Linked DNA regions of Gossypium arboreum: region 1 is linked to region 2. A link is a contact called in public Hi-C data. All regions are on one chromosome and are shown on one strand. The core of a region is the stretch at or near the end of the contact, and the rest is flanking DNA. Distances in the headings are between cores, read along the strand shown.

Evidence for each region. A called contact is a pair of places that touch in the nucleus more often than the background predicts.
Region 1: a contact with region 2 is called in a Hi-C map of leaf, with 4 times the contacts expected there. The contact joins the promoter of LOC108486547 here to the promoter of LOC108485368 in region 2. A contact is called at or near these places in 2 of 5 Hi-C or Micro-C datasets (both in leaf).

What each region holds. Positions count from the first base shown.
Region 1 is chr4:35,928,515-35,933,311 of ASM2569848v2, reverse strand. It overlaps LOC108486547 (protein MAEA homolog), which reads right to left and starts at 2,734. Exons shown (of 7, transcript XM_017790662.2): 1 at 2,252-2,734; 2 at 1,327-1,521; 3 at 472-615; 4 at 1-172. The coding sequence starts at 2,590.
Region 2 is chr4:35,702,376-35,707,019 of ASM2569848v2, reverse strand. It overlaps LOC108485368, which reads left to right and starts at 2,215. Exons shown (of 5, transcript XM_053027128.1): 1 at 2,215-2,400; 2 at 4,110-4,488; 3 at 4,595-4,644. The coding sequence starts at 4,193.

The sequences.
Region 1 (4,797 bases), core at 1,485-3,984, 230 kb before region 2:
ATTCAGTGTGGCTTCTAACGGCCAAAGTTGCCATGACTCGTTGCAATTCTTTCAAATGAGTTGCTCCCCATGGGGAAAGGTACCTTCGAGCGTACGAAATAGCGCGCATGTAGTTCTCAGCTCGTACCAATTCAATGAATTCCTGAAGTCTCAACTGGAACTCGAATTTGCTCTTTCATAAAAGAAGAACAAAAATGATTGAATCTGAGATATAATACTAGATACAATCTGAAATATCAGGTCGAAATGTTTAAGGGTGCCCACATTTTTTATAGCAAGTATTAAAAAAAAAAATCTATATTTAATGAATGCAGTTAAGAGAGAAATTTAACATAGCATAATGCTGATAATCCAAAATCACAGCTCAAGTATATTTAACTCTTAGAGAATCGTGGAGGTTAAAACATCAAGTGGAACAAAGAGAGGAAAACGATCATGATAACTAAGAAGACACAATGAATGAATGCATACCTTGGATGAATGAATGCATACCTTGGATTTCTTCAACCTTGATTTGTTATCTGCACACCAGGCAAGGGCAGGACCCACCTCTTGATTTCTAAGGCCATCAATAACCTTCTTAGCTTCTTGGAAAACATCAATATCGACAAGTTCCTGGCACAAAAACATTCAATTAAGTATAAGCATATTTGTAGGCAAATGGTGATGGAAAAGATAATTTTATTTATTTTTATATAAAGACATGTTTAATTCAAAGAAAACAGCAGAATCTTGGTTAAACCAAGCTAGTTCTCTAGAGAGGTTGCATGTGATGTGAAACTTATGAACAGCCGTAACTTCTAAATGTATGCCAAAACAAGCATAAAGCCTCTATTGGACCTCCACAGTTATACGAGGAATTAATTGGAAAATGTTGTGAAGATACAGGCAAAGATGACAAGAATGTTTTCAGTGATGAGCATTTAAGGAAAAAAAACTGTCCAGCCAAAGCTAGATAACTGCTGAATGACAAAACATTCTAATTCAAAAGGTTAAAACATGTATTAATATAAAGAAAATACAATGCCATCCTGATTCAATGTAATTCTGCTTGTTAGTCCTATCTTATTCTCTGATTATAAAAAAAGGCAGAGCATACTTTTAGTGGCTAACTCCATAGAAAACTTATGAAATTAGAATTGAGAATTCGTGCATACATTTCACCATGTTATTATCGCATTCAAGGTATTTAATTTATATAAATTTGATACCTTAATAATATATATATAGGTTTGGAGACATGGTATATGTTGTGTTACTGTTATTTCTTCATGTCAGGTCTAACATTGTCATGTCTATATGAAATGAAGCAAGCATGTAAAGTACCTGTATGTTGCTGCTTTCTGCCAGCTTCATTGCAGAGTCATAGTATGACATACGCGACATATAGTCCACAAGGATCCGCTTCAATCGCACATTATTCCATTCAGAAAGGTTCTCAGCATCAGCTGAATCTAAGTGATCAAGACGAGCACGACACCTATGAGCTTGCAAGTTCTCTGCATGACTCCCCTCTTCCAACTGGATGATAAAGAACATATAGACTTTAGTAGATCACTATGCATTAACGACTTAAGAAGGGCTACTCAGTACTTTGGATAATAAATTACTAAAACACAAAATACAATCCAGTTGCTCAGATAAGAAGAAAAATAAATCTACCGTGACTACTAAATACAGCGACCAACTAATCTGCAAAGGTTATACTTGTTAAATTGAATAAAAATTATTGAATTACGTAAAATGCCGATTGATAAACAGATATATGTATGCGCGCGTATGTAAAGCAAAAAAGTGAACAATATTGGCAGGGGTTTCTACAGACCATTACTTAATTTAGGTTAGACAGTTTTGCAATTAAACATAATTTATCCCCTAATCCAGTAAGATAAGATTCAAAACTCTTCAACTTATTCGATATTTCAACTTTCCATACAAATTGACGAGTTTTAGATTTATTCTTGCTTTAATTCTACAAATTCATATTATCAAATTTAAGTGAAATTGTCAAAATTTCAACTTTCATACAAGTCCAGCTCTTTTACATCGAATTAATTATTCTCTTCATTTTCATAAAAATTCATTAATTTTAGATCATATAAAAACATAGCCATTTTTCACTCAAAATATCCAAAACTACTTTCTGCCTTTTAGACCTCCAAAAGTTAAAAGGAACATAATTTTGCTAATTCCAATACAGATCACATTAAATTAACTTAAAAAGAAAGAAAGAAAAAATCTCTTCTTTTACCTTGCGCTTGATGCCTTGCAAACGGGAAACAAGGGAAGTGAGACTCAAAATGGCATCGTCTTTGGATATTTCGTCGGAGTCAGCCACGTCAGTGACGCTTGAAATAACGGCAGAGACTTCTTTCTCGACTGTTCGGTGATTGGTTCGGATTGTTTTCTTGAAATGTTCAAAAGGAACACGCAAGAATTGGTGCTCTAATTTTAACGATTCCGTCAGATGGCTCAATTTCGAGGACGGCGCCGTGTTCGATGCGACGGTAATTGCGGTTGTCGTTGCTGCGGTTTCGGGGCTTGTTGCGGCATTCGAACCGCTACCGTTTGGAAGTGGATCGATTTCCATTCGAAGGGGAAAGAAACCGGTTTGAGTTCAAGGAAGAGTGGAGACGAGAAGAAAGGAATGATTAGTAGCTTTCTTACGGTGATGTGGTGAAACGACAGCGTCTTTTACGATAGAGCAACTGGATCTGATTGTGGACCGAGCTTTGCCAAAAATTTTCTATGGGATAATTACAAATTAGCGGTTAACATTTACAATTTTTGTAAATTTAATTTTCATTTTTTTATTGAGTTAAATTTATCAAAATATTAACTAAACCATTAATTTTTAAGTATACGATGTTGACACATTGTTATTTCTCTTATATGTCATATTAACAAATAATATAAAAATATTTAAAAATAAAAATTTAAAATTTAAGAAAATTGTATGAAGTATACGCGGATTGCATTATAGGCTACCATGTTTAAAATTTTAATATTTTGGTTAGCATTTCTCCTAAAAAAACAACAATTTAGCTCTTTCGAAAAGATTGATAGCTTTTTAAAAAAATTGATAGTTAAATTCAACCATTTTTAAAAATATTGAAGGTTAAATTTAGCTTAAAAAAAACAAGGGCCAAATAGATAAAATTTATAAACATTAAGAGCTCATTTTGTCATTGTGCCTTTTTTCTACTAGTCTAATTACAAATTGAGGAAGTTATTAATCAACAAAGTTTGAATCTTAGTCATCGAGTGCCAACAAGAAGCCTTAATCCCTTCAACCAATGGTAAGTTTGGTTCCCTTCAACAAAATATTACGTTTCGTAATAAGATGACAAAAATGCAAGGTTACGAGTGGAATGTAAAATTAATTTACTTCGATTCATTTAGCTAGAATATAAGATTTAAATGTTTGGTTGATAAAATGTAATATTGTTATTATTATATAATTTTGTCTTTTACAATTTCATTTCTTTAACATTTTTAGTCTCAAAATTTTCATAGAAGTATAATAATTTAATAAATTCATTGTTATTGCACCTTAACTTTATCATATGAATTTAATTAAAAACTATTGAACTTTAAAATTATGACAAAATCACGCTTCAGCGTACATGTATTCAACAGAGAAAATTATAAAGATATATAACATGTGCAGTGTATTGCTGGTATAACAAGTCTACTTGTAATATTTATATAAAAAATACAATGAAACACCTTACAGAGTATCCTAATGATCGAATCCATAAGAGATCGATAAAAAAATTGAATTCACGGCAATAAGAATGCAAGCTAGAAAGTCTAAATAGTTAGTACTAAACAGCCTATAGTACAACAAAAAATAAATAGAATGTTTGAGGCTAAACTAATATCTAAGGACCTAATTGTAAAGATATCCAAATTTGTAAAAGAGATAATCAAGACAAAATGGTAGCTGGTTAATTTCCATGTTCATAATTAACTCTTAGATTAGGAAATTTAGTAGAATAATTTTCTAATCGAATTAGTTAATATCTCTCGATCTATAATTTACCCAATTTACATTTTAGTTCGATTTATCTCTTGATCTAACTTAAACTAAATAGGGACAATTGAATTCTTACACAATAAGATTTCCTCTCAATCTCCCTTATCAATATTTTCACCTAGAGTCGTTAATTTTAAGTTTTGGTTTTTATTCAGTTTAGTCTAATTATTCAATTTAGTCCATAAACCTTAAGATAATTATTCAACATTTCAATTAACCAACTACCTAAGAAAATTAGTTCATGATTATCTTAATAAACCAAAACCCTATCATTTTCATGTTCATTTAAGCAATTAAATAAAACGAAAATTAAGAAGGTTTAGAAATTTCTTGAATTTGGATTTGATGAAGCTCTGATTTGATGATTTTGATGGAGTGAGAACATAAGATTCCTCGTTTTGATTGTTTGATTGCAAACTTTGAATAAGGAAATCACTAAAATCTATTAATATTTAAAGTGCAGAATCAATGGAACAAGAAGAGAAAATTGCAAAAGAAATTTAAGGAAAATTGCAGCAACCTAAAACTTCAAATTAACCTAAAAACTAAAACTAAAGAGATCCCTTAAAAGTTATTATTGTAACAACCCATTTTTGGGTCAAATCAGAATATTGGTTTCAGGACCATAAATTTGAAGTAGAAATATTTGTTTTACTATTTCTTTAAGGTTTACAGCATGATAGAATAATTGTATGAAAATTTCGTTAAGAAATTTTATCGATTGAGTACTCAATTTGACTAGAAGGACTAAATTGCAA
Region 2 (4,644 bases), core at 966-3,465:
AGAAGAAGAACATAGAACCAGAAGGAGAAGTAGAGAAAACTGAATCTGTCCATGTTGAATCTGAGAAGGAAAATGATGATGTGACTCAAGCTACTACACCTACAGACACCACCACTACGCTGACCACTACACCTATGATAGAACAAAAACGTGCAATTCATCAACTAAATGATGATCTCACAAAATCAGACACTGATAACGAAGAAAATGTGCCTATTAACCAGCTAAAATGGAAGCGTTATAAGCAGACTACTGTAAAATCTATCTAAGATGATGCTGGTGAAATAGAAAGGAAGCAGCACTAGAAACAAGTTGCCAAGAAATCCACCCAACCCAAATAGACTAACATCAATTCTTTCCAAGCTTTTGTTTTTCTTTTTTTTCATTTTTTCATTTTTTCATTTTATATTATATGTTTCATGCATTCATATTTAGTTGTCATGGCATTTTTATAGTTGATAGTTGTTGTTTTTGCATTTTTCCATATTTCATTGTTCATGCATTGAGGACAATGCATCCCTTAGATTTGGGGGTGTGTTGTGTTGTACATATAGTATATCATAGATAGATGCTTTAACATTCATGCATTCTGTCACTCATTTTGCCATTACATACAAATGCCAAATAACTGCTAAACTATGATGAGTATATTGATATCGGTGATGTTCGATGAGGATAATAACTTTTCGACTAATCTAGAAAATTGTGGAAGTCAATTAAGCATGATTAGCTTAGGATAGTTGTTTGAAAATTGATTCCTAAAAGTAGAACAACTTAAGTATCAATGCAATTAAGTCTGTAGTAGGATTCTTTTAATGCATTTAGAATTTCTTGATCTTAAATTCAATAATTTGATTATAAATGATAAGGAATACCTTAGCAATAATTTACACTCCAATGTTTGAAACTGTTGAGTAAGTCAGCAATGCGTTGTTTGCTCCATTGTATTATTGATCAAACAAATGAGATAAAAAAAGAGTGGTTATAGAAAAAAATTTAATTTAAGGACAGTCCATTGTAGTAATAGGCTGATTAGTTAAGGAGGTAGTTGTTTGCCAAATCAAACCCTCCAAAATAGATGTAAAAGTTAGCTTTATTGACATCAAATACATATGGATTGTCACGTGGATGCCACATAAGCAATTAATTAATTTTTTAAAATTAAAAAGTATAAAATATTTTTATTTTAAAATTAATTGATTGTTGACGTGACATTATGTAAATGATATGTCAAAAAGTTAACAAGCATTAATTTTTATTAAATTTAAAATAATTTAATAAATAATGTAAATTAAAAATTAAAAAGATAAATATTAAATGAATATTAAAAAATTAAAATTGAAGTACAAAATAAATTATTATGCATTTCATAAAATATTATCTTTTATTGTGTAATCTTTGCATTGAGAAAGAAAATGATTCTTGTAATCCCAAAGAAGTTGCATGAATTAAGGGAATTGGCATCATTATGTTTAATGAAAAAGTCAAAAAGTTTCCTAACCTACCTTCTTTTTTTTTTAGAAAAAAGCTTGGAGATTATGTCCACTAGTTTGGTTTTTGGGTAAAAAAAAACCTAATCTTTATCTACTAATTTTTATTATCTACAAATAATTTTATTAGAATTTAATTAATATTCAAATAGCCACTTAGACAAATTTGCATTCAATTTTATTCGATCAGAGCATTAGAAGAAAACATTCGAATTTATAACCTTTAAATTGCGGTAATAATAACCATGTTAATAGAATAAAAAGTAAAACTCCTACGGCTGCACAAATTTAATTTAAATTAACATTAAATTCAATTTTTAATATTTATCATGTTTATTTTAATTTATATATTCAATATTTTATCATTTCTCCTAATAATATTATTTTCAATCAACTCGTATTTTATTAAAGTAATAAATATTTTACTATTTTATTTAACGACATAGTAATAAATTCAAATTTTAAAAATCTTAATGTTATATATTTTAGTAAATTCAATTTATAATAATGAAATGAAAATTATACTAAAAATTCAAAATCATGATAGTGAATTGTATTTTTATGAATTATATCATCATAAAAAATATTTAATTTAATAATTAGTATGAATTTAATTCTAATTCGATTCATATCGATAAAAAATAATCCTCTTATTAAATGTACGGGAAGAAACTATGCTAGATCTAGACAATTGTATAAAAAAAGTAATTAGTATATAATACTCAACGCAAAAGCGTTAGTTCAGAGACGAAAATACCCTGAACCTTTTCTCATATTTTCTCCGTTCTGCTATTGGTTGCCGCTCGCTCTTATTAATTCCCCCTCACCATAATTTTCCCTCTGTAAACCATAACGGCCAAACGTCTTCCGTTGCCGTTAAAACCAAAATCGCAAACGATCTTTAATGCCGGTCGGTAACGTCGTTGATTCCATGCCTTTCTGCGCTTTCACTTTCTTTGCTTTATCTTTGATAACTTCTGTTTTAAGAACCTTAAATTTCGAGGGATTATTATTATTTTCTAATTCGAATTTTGAGAAAACTTAAACTTTCTTAACAACATACAGTTTCTCTCCTTTAATGGTAAGTAACTAAATGCAAAGATTTTCTTTTCAGTGTATCGAGTTCGTGAATTTACTATATTGATTTTTCATTTAAGTCTTTGGGCTTTTCAGGAAAGAAAATTTTGACCGTTTGAAGGTTTTTTTTTTTTTTTTTGTGTGTGTGTGACTATTTTTCACTGGGTGTGTTTGGTTGCTGAGAAAGTTGAAGTGGAAAAGGAAGCTTTCACCGAGTGTTTTCTCAACTCTGTTCCTAAAATTCAAATATTTTCTTCTGATTTTTTCTTGGTAAGCTAAGGCAATCATTAACAGATTGATTTCAACTCTATTGTTTTCTATTTAGTTTTTATAATTTACTTAAGGTTTTTCGTTTTTCCTTCATAATGGTATTAATTTTTTTTATTTGATGATCACTCAACCCTGGGATCCTTGTTTTTTGTCAGAATTTTATGAATTTTATTTTATTTCTTTATTCTTCTTAAAGGTCTTTTTTTTTTTTTGGTTAATAAAAGGTTTCTAAAGAGTCGAAAATGGGGTGAATTTAGATTCAATCTTAAGCATTACTCTTGGCCAATCTGTTTCATATACATAATTTTGTTTCTTTAAATCATTTTGCAGGCAACTGAAATTATTTTTTAAAACAATTATATTTATATTTTCCTAAAAAAAAAGGTATATGTGATGTGAGCCAGCTTCAAGTGGGTGTAGGATATAAATACTGTTTGATACCGAGACATTAGAATTTTTTCTGATCTTTTCGTAGGTATAAATATTAGACATAAATTAAAGTTATCGTACTGTATTCAGGTTCTTATTTTCCTTTTGAACTTTTATTTTTTATTTTCTGTCTTTTGCCGAATCTTAATTACTAATGGTTCTTTTTTTTATCTTGGTACCCTAGTTTCGGCGTTTAGGTTTCTCATAGCTTTGTCCCAGCTGATTTGGATTCGGATGTAAGCAAATGTCAGATAATGTGTATCTTGAAATGAATATATTAATTTTCTTATAGTTTTTCATGTATTCAGTATTTAGAGGATAATATATCATTCTCATATTTTAATACGAGTAAAACACGGAAGTTAAATCCTAATCCTTAATTAAAACTGAAGAGTCTGCCAACTAAATGAATCATAAGATCTGAGTTTTACTTTTATGGTTTTCGCATTTTAATATTGTCAATACATAACCAGTGTATGATTTCTCTATATCATGTTCTTTTTCATGATTGACATCTCAATGTTGCATATGCATTCTTTTTTCTTCTATTTGATATTCCATTACCATGAACGTGATACCAGAAAAAAAAAAGAAATTAAAACATGAGATGCCATGAAAAAACACACGACACGATTACATGAACATGTCAATATATGTATAACAAGTTGTTATATATAATAACATTTTAGATATGATTATGACATGAAAAAGATAACACGAAAACAATATAAATATCTGAATTTTTTCAGTTGTATTTCTAGTGATCTTGATGATGTTTTTTGTGTGTTAATGCCATTTACCCTTTTTACAACTCACTTTTATGGTTTATATAATTGTTTACAGGTTTATTGAGGTCCATTCTTTGAGGATTGTTATGTTATAAAAGGGATTGGGACTCATTCCATTTTCATAAGCTGTTCTAATTGATGATATATATAGAGATGAAGAAACTGTTTTTCTTCAAATCTTCCTCTTCTAGCAGTGGTAACAACAAAGTTCTTCCGGCATCAACAGATAAACAAGTTTACCAGGGGAAAACATCAGAAAGTTGGTTGACTGATCAACTTGTTGACATGGCTGACTACAGTTGGAAGCTAATGTCTGATAGCCCCAGCTTCAGTAATGCTTCTAGTCTTGTTCGGAGTCATTCTTTGTCATCAGGCAACGAGCTTGGACAACAAAATTGTTCTTCCTCACAACAGCAGTATGATCACCGATCGCGGTAAGGCATTTGGTGTGCTTGGATATGACATTAGTAATTTTTTTTTTTCACTTCTATAAATCTGATGGAGTAGCATTGATGTTCTTGCGGTTTGTTCCAGAGGCAGGGCTCATATGCCCGAGAAGAAATCCAAGGCAAAACAATGTGAAACAGAAA